Linked DNA regions of Mus musculus: region 1 is linked to region 2. The links are chromatin contacts, called in public Hi-C maps. All regions are on one chromosome and are shown on one strand. Each heading gives the region's core, a stretch centred on a gene start, on an enhancer-like site or on the middle of the called end of the contact. The rest is flanking DNA. Distances are from core to core; before and after follow the strand shown.

Region 1 (6,556 bases), core at 81-2,580, 8.6 Mb before region 2:
AGAAGGACTCCTTTAGAGAAAGCACTCCACACCTGAATCCACACACAGCAAATGAAAACGGAGATGAAATACACGTACCTAGGAACTTCCTCTTTTATGTGTAAAATTTCCAACCCTTGAGTATTCCAAGTAGTTACGATGTAATGTTTTTTGTTTTTTGTTTTTTGTTTTTTTTGGTTTGTTTGTTTTTTGCTGGTTGATAAAAAGAACTTGGGCTGGTGAGATGGCTCAGTGGGTAAGAACACTGACTGCTCTTCCTAAGGTCATCCCTGAGTTCAAATGATGAGTTCAAATCCCTGCAACCATATGGTGGCTCACAACCACCGGTAATGAGATCTGACTCCCTCTTCTGGAGTGTCTGAAGTCAGCTACAGTGTACTCACATATAATAAATAAATAAATCTTAAAAAAAAAAGAACTTAGCTCTCTTTTTAGAGTTGAATTTTGGCAAATGCAGAATTCAAAGGCAGATTTTAAGCAACTCAGGGAGACTGATACGTATTGAGTGGCTGAGCTGTAAGGTTTTAAGTAAAAATTCACACACAACTTTTAAAAAATCCAAAGCACTAGAAGGGAAAAATAAATTTGTGCTTCAGATGCAAGAATTGTCTCGGCTCAGTATGCTTGCAAACTTTTACAGTTTTGCCACAACTTTAACATTGCCAGAACCCCTTCTCCACAACCCTATCCCTTTGTTTCAGCAAACCCCCAAGTACTCAGATCAAACTAACAAATTAGTGACTCAGTGCAAAAAGGAGAGGTATTATGCAGACTCCCCGGGGGAAGTCATCCCTTTTGAGGCCCGTGATGCAATAACCATTAGACATAACTGTGGAGTAAGGGTTATTTTCACACTGGTCTTAGTTTAATTACCTCTGTTGAGCCTTAAAGATCACTGAACACAGACTAGGCCAGGTACCCCAAAGGTGGCGACCGGGACAGCAGCGGTTAAATTTTACGGACTTTCACAGAACGGTCTAGTGTACCTGTACTTAGGTTACGGTCGCTGTCAGTTCCTAGATTAAAATGAAGAGGTAAAAGGGTTGGGAGAGGTTAGGAGGACCCACAGGGTTCAGGAAAGGGGAAGGGGAGGGGAGGGAGCAGGAGACCGCCGGAAGGCCACAGGTTTATGGGCAAGATCCCGGCGTTCCCATGGAAACGTATCCCTCCGCTCCGCTCGCAGAGTCTCGCTCTAAGTTCCCTCCGCCCCGCCTCTAGGCTGTTTCCGCCCAGCTTCTTTGTGCCGCGCAGAACGTTGACACAACGCATGCGCAGAAAAAAAGAATCCCCGCCCGCCGCCTATATAAGCGCGACTCCGGCCTCTTCCTTGTAGTGCCGCCGGGATTGCAGGCAGAGGAGGTTGCGCAGCCGCTTCCGTGCTACTCGCGCTGTGAGCATTCCAAGCTAGAGCCGAGTACACGGGCCGGCCATCATGTCACGCTACGGGCGGTATGGAGGAGGTAAGCGGCCAGGGCCCCAGGGGAGGACGGTGCTGCCCGCCGACCGAGCAGAGCGGGGCCGCAGGGGCGGCGCGGCGGTTAGAGACGGTTATTCCGCGTGCGTAATGGCGGCTCCTGCGCACGCTGTACGAAGCCCGAGGCCGCGGGGGCGGGGAGGAGGAGGGCGAGCGGGACTGGAGGGCATGTGTGCCGCTTAGGGCCCGGGCGCTTGGCGCCTTTTGGTCTCTCCTGGACAGGCCGAAGCCTGGCGGGGTCGCCGTGGTGGCGTTGGCCATTTCTCCGCGCTGCCGCCCGCCTCCACCACCCCACCCCCCGCCCTCGGCGGCGGCGGCGGCTGCCATTTTGAGCACATTGATGACCGTGGTGGCGCATTTCCTCAGCGCTTTCCCGCCACTGGAGCCGGGGAGTGATGATGGGCGTTAAGATTCGGGTTGGGCTGGAGACGGAACGAAACCGGCAGCTGCGAGCTGCGCGTCGTCCAACAATTGGTCGGCATGAGGAGTAGCGCGAGGGGAAGACCGCTGCAAGCGGCGACGGCTTTTTTTCTCTCTCTTTTTTTTTCCTTCGCCGTTTCGAGCGTGGCTTCTGGCTCTGGGGCGGGGACTCGGGTGAGCCTGCGCCTGCTGTGGAAGCCGGGAACTGGCTCGGCCCTGATCCTCGCTGTAGACCTCTCCGCAGGCCGGGCCGCCGGAGCCCGCGCGCTGTTGTGCCCGAGGCTGCGGGGACTCGGGGGGCGGGGCGGGCCCGAGCCGGGCCCCACCTCCACCCCGCACGCCTCAAGTCTACCATGCTCCCGCTGCAGTCTCCCAGGGTTTCCTTCCTATAAGAGCGCCAGAACTTGGTCGCAGGTCTGGCTTTCCAGTCTTTCACGCTGTAAGATTTAGTACTTGGTGAAGACCTCTAAATAAAGGGAGCCAGACCTGGTGGTGCACTAGCTGCCTCAGGGAGGTTGAGGCCTGAGAGTCGTTTGAGCGATGTATAGCTAACATAGTTGTAGGGTGGCTCCGAGTAGATCACTTAGCTGGCTCAGAGTCTCCAAAACAAAACGTGTACGTTGCACAGCTCTTTAAGGATGGTCTGTTTTAAAGAAATGAATTCCCTATCACACGTTGAATAACATTTGTTCTGTTTACATTTTTTAAACAGAAACCAAGGTATATGTTGGTAACCTGGGAACTGGTGCTGGTAAAGGAGAGTTAGAAAGGGCATTCAGTTACTATGGGCCCTTAAGAACTGTGTGGATTGCCAGAAATCCTCCAGGATTCGCCTTTGTGGAATTTGAAGACCCTAGAGATGCAGAGGATGCAGTTCGAGGATTGGATGGGAAGTAAGTGGGTTGTTTTTCAAATTTCTTTAAAATATTCCCTCGGGCTGGATAAGTAATCTCGGTGCTAATCATAGACTCTCTGGGGGTGGACCTTATTTTTGATAGTGTCTCTGGCCTATGTTGACCTGGAACTCACCATATAGCTCCGGTGGTGGTTGGAGCCCTCATTCTGTCAGCCTCTCACATGCCTTACCCTTCAGGCACTGGATAACTTAAGATTTAGGACTAAAGGTGGAATTGGCGGGGTTTTGTAAACAAAAGACTAACCGTGTAGAGAGAATGAGCAGTTGACATTTTTTTAATAAATTAATTTTTATTAGATATTTTCTTTATATACATAGCAGTTGATATTTTTAAATCTAGAAGTCACATGTGTATTCTAACATTAGCATTTTCTTATGTTTTGTAGAGTGATTTGTGGTTCTCGAGTGAGGGTTGAACTATCAACAGGCATGCCTCGGAGATCTCGTTTTGATAGGCCACCTGCCCGTCGTCCCTTTGATCCTAATGATAGATGCTATGAGTGTGGTGAAAAGGGACATTATGCTTATGACTGTCATCGCTATAGCCGACGAAGAAGAAGCAGGTATTTAATTAATGAAGGAATGGTTGGTATTCTAGTTAATCAAAGTAATTCTTTTATTAGCAAGGCAGAAACTAGTGTTTTTCTATAAACTTGAATGTTAATTGTACAGGTGTATTTTACAATTTTTGTTTAATTAAAAATGTTACTATATTAATAATCAACCTGGTCAAAACCTTTCAGGTTTCTTCGTTTGAGTCAGTCGCCTTGATTCAGAATGTCACGAGCCTTATGATATCATGCTGAGGCGCCTTGCAAATCCGACAATTAAGATCCTCCTAGACCTTGAGGTGATCAGCATAAGAGGCCAGATCCCCTCGAGTCATCTACACCTAGCTTCACCTTATTCTTTAAAGGGCAGAAAATTTGAGTCGGTGATCGCCGTAACAGTAAATTTGGCTTACAATTGGGGCCCCCTCCGCTTTAGAAAGAGGAACACCAGATTGACCACATTCCCAACTAGAAAAATCTTCTTGCGTCAATCAAGCCTCATCTGGCTCTTTTGGCTGTCAGTTTGATCGTCGTTAGATTGAAGAAAACATCTAGATGCAGCGATCGGCTATAGATACTTCTAGATCATCTAGATCTACTAGACCTACTACTAGACCATGGGCCAAAGAGGGTCGACCTGCAAACTTGCAAGGTTTATTTTAAATACACATTATGGCGTTTTATATTTTGTAATTCTAAGTTGTAATTCAGCTTTTAACAAATCTTTTTTTAGGTTAGTAAAAAAAAAAAATTTAATAGGCCCAGAGTTTTTCCAAATGAGATACTAAATTTTAAATAGTCTTGAGATTTGATTTCAGCAGAGGTACACAAACACTAAAACTGAGTTATCGTCTAATATGTTGTATTTTTCTAACTTAAAAAATAGGTCACGATCTAGATCCCATTCCCGATCCAGGGGAAGGCGATACTCTCGCTCCCGCAGCAGGAGCCGAGGACGGAGGTGAGAAATTTGTAAAATTCAAATTTTAACAAGTGGGAAAAAGTAAGACAGATGGGCTTAAGAACTTCTTTAAATTTTAGGTCAAGATCAGCATCTCCTCGCCGATCAAGGTCTGTGTCTCTTCGTAGATCAAGATCAGCTTCACTCAGAAGATCTAGGTCTGGTTCTATAATAGGATCGAGGTATTTCCAGTATGTAGCACATTTTTCCTGCTTACTAGTAGATGGATTGTCGTAGCTTTAGTTATCAAGACAGAGTTTCTCTGTGTAGCCCTGGCTGTAGACCAGGCTGGCCTTGAACTCATCCACTTGCCTCTGCCACCTAATCACTGGGATTGAAGGTGAGCGCCACCACTGGATCCTGGCTGGATCGTCTTGTCTTGGTGACACAGTGAAGTATCTTCATTCAAATGGGGTGCTTCAATATTAGGGTGTGCACACCTGTACTCCTAGCACTTAGACTAAATAACTTGGACCTGGGGATTGGAGGACAAAAAAGGTACATGCCCCATCTCAAAACAGATTTTTTAAAAGTAAATTATTTTAGCCAGATAGGATGCTATCTCCATGAAGAGAATTGTGACAAAGCTTGCCATCAAACCTGATAACTTGCTTAAACTTGGAACCAATGTAAAGGGAGGAGAGACCCAATTCCCCCAAATTGCTCTCTGACTTCTAGAGATGGTGACATTACCTTCTCTACATATACTCTGAATAAGTGAATGTAAATTTAAAACATTTTTGGAAAGAGTAAGTTTGAGAGTAGGAGGGAGCCAGGATCTGCCTGCCTCTTAATCTGAGTGGACTTTTTAGTTTAATAGACAACATTTTTTTTGTGTGTGTACCCCTAGCTGCCCTTGCTCTGTAGACCAGGCTGGCCTTAAACTTGAAGGGATCCATTTGCCTCCACCTCCCAAGTGCTGGGATTAAAGGTGTTTTGCTATTACCACCTGGCCTGAATTAGGGGTTACCCTTACATTTGGATTCAATGTATTTAAGTCAACTTTACTCCTATTCATTGTAAGAAGTCCTTAAAAGGTTATAACATGTTTTTTATAAATAGGAATTTCTACTACAGATGAAGCAGTTGTGTGTAAAAGCCACTTCACTGCTGTTTAAAACTCATAAATTAATCAATTTGAGAAAGTTACTGAACCATCTCTAGATAGACTTAATTATAGGGTCCCAAGGTTTTTTAAAAGATTTATGGCCAGTCTAACTTGGCTTGACAAACTACGGACCTTTAACTCTGATAACCAGACTAAAGTCAACTTAGTAATTGGATAGAACCACTTGATAATTGTGGTATAAGAGTTTGAAGATGGGGCTGTTGTGCCTCCATAGAAGTAGTGACCAAATTGTACATAATGGAAGTAGTCATATGAAATAGTGGTTCTCTGTGTATTTGAAATCTCCCTGTTGGATCATCTGTGCTACATTGGATAGACAGAAGGCAAGACTTGTGCAGCAATTGTCTCTACTCTTTTCTATCCTATCTATCCTATCTGGGAAGGTGCTCTGTTATAAAGGCATGCTTGTGTAATTGTGTCCCCTTTCCTTTTTATTAAGATCCCGCTCAAGGTCGAGATCAAGATCCAGGTCTATTTCACGACCAAGAAGCAGGTAGGGTCAGACTATCCGATTTAGTGCTCTTATAGTTAATTATATAGCACCAATATCCAAAGAGTTCAAAGTGTTGAAAATTATTGAGAAATGGGTGTTAGCCCAAAGCTTGGATAAGTAGAAATATCTGCACCTTGTTAATCCAATTGAGAACTTCATTTATACATGACCTATTGCTTGGCTGAATTTATGGAGAAATTAATGTTATGTGACATTTTACTTTGGAGGTAAAAGGCCCTAAAAGTTGTAGGTGAATAGAGAAGAGAAATGTGCTTTAGAATAATGTAAAAGATGAACTGTAATTATACAGCAGTTCACTAGTTCATGGAAATGTAAGCCCTTTAAAATTGGCTTTTTAAAAGAAATGAGACTGGCTCTGAAATTTTAGCTGTAATATGGCAATTTATTGTAATTTGGGGGGGTTGTAGGATTAAAAAGAAGATTGGTTGGTGCTTTTTCTTACTAGAATTTCTCATGTTTTAACAGCCGATCAAAATCCAGATCTCCATCTCCTAAAAGAAGGTAAGCTAAACATTTTGTTGCCAAATCTTGTCAAAATGTGGCCTCCTGGAGAACAACTGCCTACTCTAGTCTTTGAACTCTTTGGAAAGT
Region 2 (6,920 bases), core at 2,495-4,994:
ATAGAACCCAAGACTACCAGCCCAGAGAAGGTACCACCCACAAGAAACCCTACCCCCTTGATCACTAATTGAGAAAATGCCTTACAGCTGGATCTCATGGAGGCATTTCCTCACATGAAATTCTTTTCTCTCTGATAACTCCATCTTGTGTCAAGTTGACACACAAAACCAGCCAGGACACCTTCCTTTGAAATATTAAGTACTTGAGACCTCCAGACTGTCAGGAATACAGCTGAATTGTTGTACTGTATCTCCAGAGAGGGTACTGAGGAGAGCTTAAACTTTTCCTAGCAATTTCACCAGTGTCTCAGTTGTGCTCTAATGCATTCTAATACCTAAAATGCCCATCCTTCAGTTAGGTCCTAGGCTGTGTTTATTCATGTTTCCACAAAGCATGTGGAAGTGAACTATGGTCCCAACATCAGACAGGGTCAGACTTCCAGGTTTTATTACCAGAGGATGAAGAAAAACAAGTTTGAGAGAAAGATAGTGGGTAGCAACAGGATCAATTTCTAGGTGGCTTAAATGTGTGGCTCTAGCCTGCTACTAGCATAACAGGTTCAATACAAACATAAACCAGAGAAGCGCTAAATCGATCATGGCATAAACTTCAAGGTATTATGATCATTCTAGAAACAGGAAAAAGCCTTTTAAACATTTATGAAACACCACTACAACCTATTATTCAAGAAACACAGTATAACTTTACCTTTCTCTACTGGTAGAGTACCAAACATTGTCCTTGTAGCAAATTGCCCATTCCTAAACCAAGGGCAGGACACTCAATATGACTTCATTCCATTCAATACAGCACTGCATGAGCACAGGAGTCCAGACAGAACAATAACCACTATGGACCAAGTCTCACCATAACAATCATTTATGTGTTATTACCTCATTTAATCCTAAGAGCTCTGGAAGCAAGATGTCTACGCTGGGCAGTGGTGGCGCACGCCTTTAATCCCAGCACTTGGGAGGCAGAGGCAGGCGGAGTTTGAGGCCAACCTGGTCTACAAAGTGAGTTCCAGGACAGCCAGCTATACAGAAAACAAACAAACAAACAAACAAACAAACACAAAAAAAAAAAAACAAAACACATATGCCACCAGAGTAAGTACCATTTAAGTGGGAGCCACTGCTTCTAGAAATAGGTCTGAAGGTGAGACAAATAAGGATTTGGGGGAAAAAAAAAGATAGTATGTCTACTAAATCCCATACCAAACCATACCAATGTACTGGGAACGTGGGCTTTATAATAACATCCATTTTATGTGTCACACTTTAAACACTTAAAAATGTAAAACAGGTTTAGTATGATGATCATCTGAATACTTAAAATACCAGGGCACACAATCCAGTGAGCCCCAAAGCGGAGTTTGAGCGGCTGCCACAAACTCTAAGCCACACACTACCTGGACCTGTAAGCCCACCCCAGCACCAAGCAGACCAGTTAAGTCTACCGCTGAACTGGAAAAATGCTGCTTCCGTGAGTCACATGCTCAGGATGGGAACTGACAGCTCTGCAGCCATCCATGATGAAGTGCAAGGGTAGGAGTTCACCGTGTAAGGGGCTAGGCTGGGATCCTAGTGCTACCGCTTGTTAGTGACCAACCATGCCGTTTAGCTTCCTGAGCCCTGACTGCTTTTCTAGCTCTGATTTTGTGGTACTATTGATTCAATCCAGGGTCTTTCATATGCTAGGCAAGTTTTCTATCTTTGAGCTACATCCCAGCCTAAGTCTGTTTACTAATTCCCAGACATTTAGTAGTTGCATAGCAGAAATGGCAACATATAGATAAAAAGAAAGTGAAACTTACTGGCACTTGAAAGCAGGGCTTGCTGGGGACTGCACCGGCACTCTGGGGATGCTAACCACTGGGCACATCCAATCCAGCACACCACTTGGGAACCAGGACTCGGGTCATCTTGTCACATAAAGTTGCTTTAATTTGAGGAGCTTTGTTGAAAAGTTAAAGTTGGGCTCCTTTAAAAATGGTTGTATCCCTACTGTATCACAGTGGATGAAAATCTCCAAACCGCTATTTTTGAAATTTGGATTTTGTTCTGGGACATAGAAGATTGGAAATGAGTATCTAATACTATCTGTTGAGGACAACCAAGAACTTCAAAGACACGAGTTCCGAGTCTAGTTCCTGTTGGCCTTTATTGAAATTGCTTGCTTTGACATACCTTGTGGACTAAGGACAAAAATACAAGATACTAATACCACTAGTAATTAGCACTTCACTTAAGGCGCTATACACTATTCTAAGTGATTATCCTCATGTTATAAGTAGGGAACAAAAAACACAATTATTACAGAGGCTGGACTCCTACTTTTACAGCCTGGCTACAAGCACTTAGCTAACTGCTCTCTCTGTATTTCTGAGTGTTAGTAAGTACTCTCACCACTTTACAGGACTGTTAAGTTAAAAAGAAAACTGTATAAAGTTAAAAAAAAAAGTGCAGCAGCTCTAATGCTGACAATTACATAACTTTCACAAATCTGATTATGTTTGACTTATAGGGCCTCATATCTGCTCTTTGTCACCAAGAAAAGCTGGAATCCGGTAAGTAGCTAACCACTGTCACACAGAGTATAGCAACTTAGATAAAATAAATTTATGTGAAAGTTTACTCTTGGGATGGGAAGGAGTAAGCTATCCCAACAACTTTAACATCAGTGACAGCAAAACGTCACATATTTTAGGATACCTTTTACACCGGTTCCAGATTTTTGCCTGCCGACTGCCTAACCACGTGCGTGCCGAGATCTAACCGGGTGAGTCAACAGTGAGCAGCATTTACCTGACAGCGAAAAGGATTCCCTAACTAAGCAGTTTCCCAACTACGAGAGAAAAAAAAAAAATCACCAGGACCTACATCATATGCCCTACTCTATTTCACTGTACCTCCGCTGAGAAAGAAGGGAACTTAGAAATGGAAAAGAGTTTGTGGGACGACGAATCCCACAACCTAGAGGCAGAAGGGAACACGTGTTGAACACGCATCCGAGCCGAGGGAAGGGGCTCCCGGAAGGAACTTAACCTAGACGTGCGCATTCCAAGTGCCCAAAGCAAAACCAATACCGGGGTCCGGGATGCGGAAGCGCGAGACGGTCCTAAAGTGCGCACCGGGTAGCTCTGATGGGGACCCAGGCCTGGGAAGTCTGAGGCCGCCCCCCGGGGGAGCAGAGGCTTCGATGAACATGGCGGCCCAGAAGCAGCCGGGGTGCAGACCTCGTGGAGACCGCGGGATCGGGCCGCACCCTCCCGCAGCCCCCCTCGGGCCAGGCCGCACTTTGCAGCCGCGGCGCCGGCCCAAGCGCGCCGCCGGCCCGGCTCCGCGCCTCCTCTCTCCCGGGACGCCCCGGGCCACGCGCGCCAGGGGTGCCACGCGCCTCGCCGCCCGGCCCGGGATGCCGCAGCCCGGCAGGAGGTCCCCGTCCCCGTCGCCGTCCCCGCTCATCCTACCTTGGCCTGCAGCCGTGCTGGCGCCCAGGCCAGGCAGGTGCAGGTACCGCTGAGGTGCGCGGAAGGCACGTACTCCTGGTGCAGCCGGTTGTTGGCGGTCTCCCATACTCGCAGCTGACCGTCACTAGAGGCTAAAGCGAAGTAGGCTTGACTGTCCGGCGAGAAGGCGCAGGGGACCCCCGCCGGGGCCAAGGGGTCGTAGCTACCGCCGCCTCCGGCCGCCATTGCTGCTCTGGCTCCGCGGCAGCCACGTGTTCGCCCGGGCGCAGGCGCACCGGCGCGGGGTGGGGCCTGCAGGGAGGAAGTGGGGCGGAGGGAACGCTGAGAGCCCAAGAAGTGGCTGGTCGTGACGCAGGCCAGCGTTTAGCCGGGCCCACCCTGTGGACGGTGGCTCAGTGGGGTCCTTCTTAACTTGTCCTGCGAAGGAAGCGCGAGGGGAAGTGATTTGCATACTACCGAGCCAGATCCTTCTTTTAAAACTACGTCCTATGAAACAACTAGACGAAATGTTTAAAAGAAATATTTACTTACATCTCCGAGATTGTAACAGCTGTTTCCATGTTTCTTTAGTCTCTTCGAGGACGTGGCCATGTACGTACAATAATTATCCAATCATAGTTCTATCAAAGTTAGAGTTGGGGCTTGAAGAAACAAGATGCCTCTTTTATCTGTGTTAACACACAGAGATACTATTGGACAAGAGAGGAGGTCAAGTTGGGTGTAAATAAAGAATCCGGGCGGTGGTGCCTCACGCCTTTAATCCCAGCACTTGGGAGGCAGAGGCAGGCGGATTTTTGAGTTCGAGGCCAGCCTGGTCTACAGAGTGAGTTCCAGGACAGCCAGGGCTATACAGAGAAACCCTGTCTCAAAAAACAAAAAACAACACACACACACACACACACACACACACAAAAGAAAAAAAAAAAAAAAGAAAAGAGAAACCAAACATATATTCCCATCTGGATGTGTGCCTTTTAATCCCAGCACTCTATCTGAGGCAGACGCAGGCACGGTCTAGAAACTGAATTCTATAACATCGAGGACTATAGGGAAACTGTCTCCAAAAGATAAATGATAGATAGATAGAAGAAATTTTTTCCTTATTTTATTGGTTCTTTTTTTTTAATTATTGGTTATTTTGTTTATTTAAATTTCAAATGTTACCCCCCCCCCGGGTTTCCTCTCCTAGAACCCCCATCCTACCCACCTCCCCCAGGCTGCTTCCTCACCCACATGCACACTCCCGCCCCACCACTCTAGCATTCCCCTACGCCGGGGCATCATGTCTTCACAGGACCAAGGGCCTCCACTCCCTTTGACGACAAACAAGGCCATCCTCTGCTACATATGCAGCTGGAGCCATGGGTCCCTCCTGTGTACTCTTTGGTTGATGGTTTAGTCTCTGGGAGCTCTGATGGTACTGGTTGGTTGATGTTGTTCTTCCAATGGGGCTGCAAGAGCCTCTCAGGAGACATCCATATCAGGCTCCTATCAGCAAGCACTTCCTGGCATCAGCAATAGTATTTAGGTTTGGTGGCTGTATATGGGATGGATCTCCAGGTGGGGCAGTCTCTGGAAGGCCTTTCCTTTAGTCTCTGCTCCACTCTTTGTCCATGTATTTCCTTTAAACAGGAGCAATTCTGGGTTAAAATTTTGAGAAGGGTTAATGGCCCCATCTCTCAACCAGGGACCGTGCCTAACCTCTGGATACAGGTTCTCTCTCCCCTTTGTTGGGTAATTCAGCTAAAGTCATCCCCCTTGGGTCCTGTAAACCTCTTGCTTTCCTAGCGTCTGGGACTTTCTGTTAGCTACCCATCCCCGTTGCTACATGCCTATGTTCAATTTCCTTACCCTCTATAGATCTCCCCTGCTCCTCCCACACCTGTTCCTGCACCCCCCCTCTTTTCCTCTTCCCCTCCTACATTCCTCCCAAGTCTCACTCACCCTCTACCTCCCATGATTATTTTGTTCCCCCTTCTAAGTAGGACTGAAGCATCCACACTTTGGTCTTCGTTCTTCTTGACCTTCATATGGTCTGTAAGTCATATCATGGGTATTCTGGGCTTTTTTCCTAATATCCACTTATCAATGAGTATATACCATGTGTGTTCTTTTGTGACTGTGTTACCTCACTCAGGGTGATATTTTCTAGTTCCAATCATTTGCCTGTGAATTTCATGAAGTCATTGTTTTTTAATGGCTGAGTAGTACTCCATTGTGTAAATGTACCATATTTTCTGTATCTTTTCCTCTCTTGAGGAACAACTGGGTTGTTTCCAGTTTCTTCTGGCTATAATAAATAAGGCTGCTATGAACATAGTGGAGCATATGTCCTTGTTATACGTTGGAGCATTTTTTGGGTATATGCCCAGGAGTGGTATAGCTGGGTCCTCAGGTAGTACTATTATTGAAAGACTCCGAGAGGAGCCCCTCGCTCAGGCCTCGGGACAATAGCGGACACATAAGAACTCACAAGAGAACAAACTTGATGCAAACCACATTAGGCTTTATTTGGGGAAAGCCAGAGCTCTGGGGACGACTCATATCCCACACAGGGGTAGAGGAGTCACCTCCACGGGAAAGAGGTCCCAGTTTTTATAGGCCCTCAGGGGAGAAAGGAAAAGGGAGAGTAGGAGATTTCCAGATCTAAACAATGTCTATCAATGGGTATGGGAGGGGTACAAGGAAAGAGTCTGGTGCAGGTGTAACAACTCCGGATTGGCCTGGCTGTGGTTGCTGGGGGAGATTTTTCCGACTCTTCCCCAGCAGCCAATATCACAAACACCTGGCAATGGGCTTCATCAGTGGGCACACACATGGGTTCAAAGAACAGTCAAAACATTGGCAGACACACGGGTTCAAGGAGTGGCCAGAGCATTGTGCACCTCTATTTTTCTAAATCAGTGAAGCTAGTTCTGCTAGCAATGAAATCTATCTTGCCAATTTCAGGGCTTCTGTGACCTTTTACATTCTGTCAGGATCTTTCACTATGTCCAATTTTCTGAGGAACTGCCAGACTGATTTCCAGAGTGGTTGTACCAACTTGCAATCCCACCAGCAATGAAGGAGTCTTCCTCTTTCTCCACATCCTCGACAGCATCTGCTGACACCTGAGTTTTTCTTATCTTAGCCATTCTCACTGGTAAGAGGTGGAATCTCGGGGTCATTTTGATTTGCATTTCCCTGATGACTAAGGATGTTGAACATTTCTTTAAATGCTTCTCAGCTATGTGTGATTCTTCAGCTGAGAATTCTGTTTAGCTCTGTACCCCTATTTTTTAATTGGGTTATTTGGTTCTTTGGAGTCTAATGTCTTGAGTTCTTTGTATATATTGGATATTAGCCTTCTATCAGATGTAGGGTTGGTAAAGATCTTTTCCCAAATGGTGGGTTGCTGTTTTGTCCTATTGACGGCGTCCTTTGCCTTACAGAAGCTTTGCAATTTTA

Evidence for each region. A called contact is a pair of places that touch in the nucleus more often than the background predicts.
Region 1: a contact with region 2 is called in a Hi-C map of B cells, with 5 read pairs. The contact joins the promoter of Srsf7 here to the promoter of Wdr43 in region 2. A contact is called at or near these places in 1 of 39 promoter capture datasets (cranial neural crest) and 1 of 484 Hi-C or Micro-C datasets (B cells).

Annotation. Positions count from the first base shown.
Region 1 is chr17:80,202,079-80,208,634 of GRCm38.p6, reverse strand. It overlaps Srsf7 (serine and arginine-rich splicing factor 7), which reads left to right and starts at 1,330. Exons shown (of 8, transcript NM_146083.2): 1 at 1,330-1,460; 2 at 2,607-2,787; 3 at 3,197-3,373; 4 at 4,248-4,322; 5 at 4,403-4,513; 6 at 5,891-5,944; 7 at 6,431-6,466. The coding sequence starts at 1,433. It also overlaps a transcript of Gemin6 not described here.
Region 2 is chr17:71,613,039-71,619,958 of GRCm38.p6, reverse strand. It overlaps Wdr43 (WD repeat domain 43), which reads right to left and starts at 3,744. Exons shown (of 18, transcript NM_175639.1): 1 at 3,474-3,744. The coding sequence starts at 3,698. It overlaps Gm30091 (a long non-coding RNA gene), which reads left to right and starts at 6,575. Exons shown (of 3, transcript XR_385737.3): 1 at 6,575-6,615.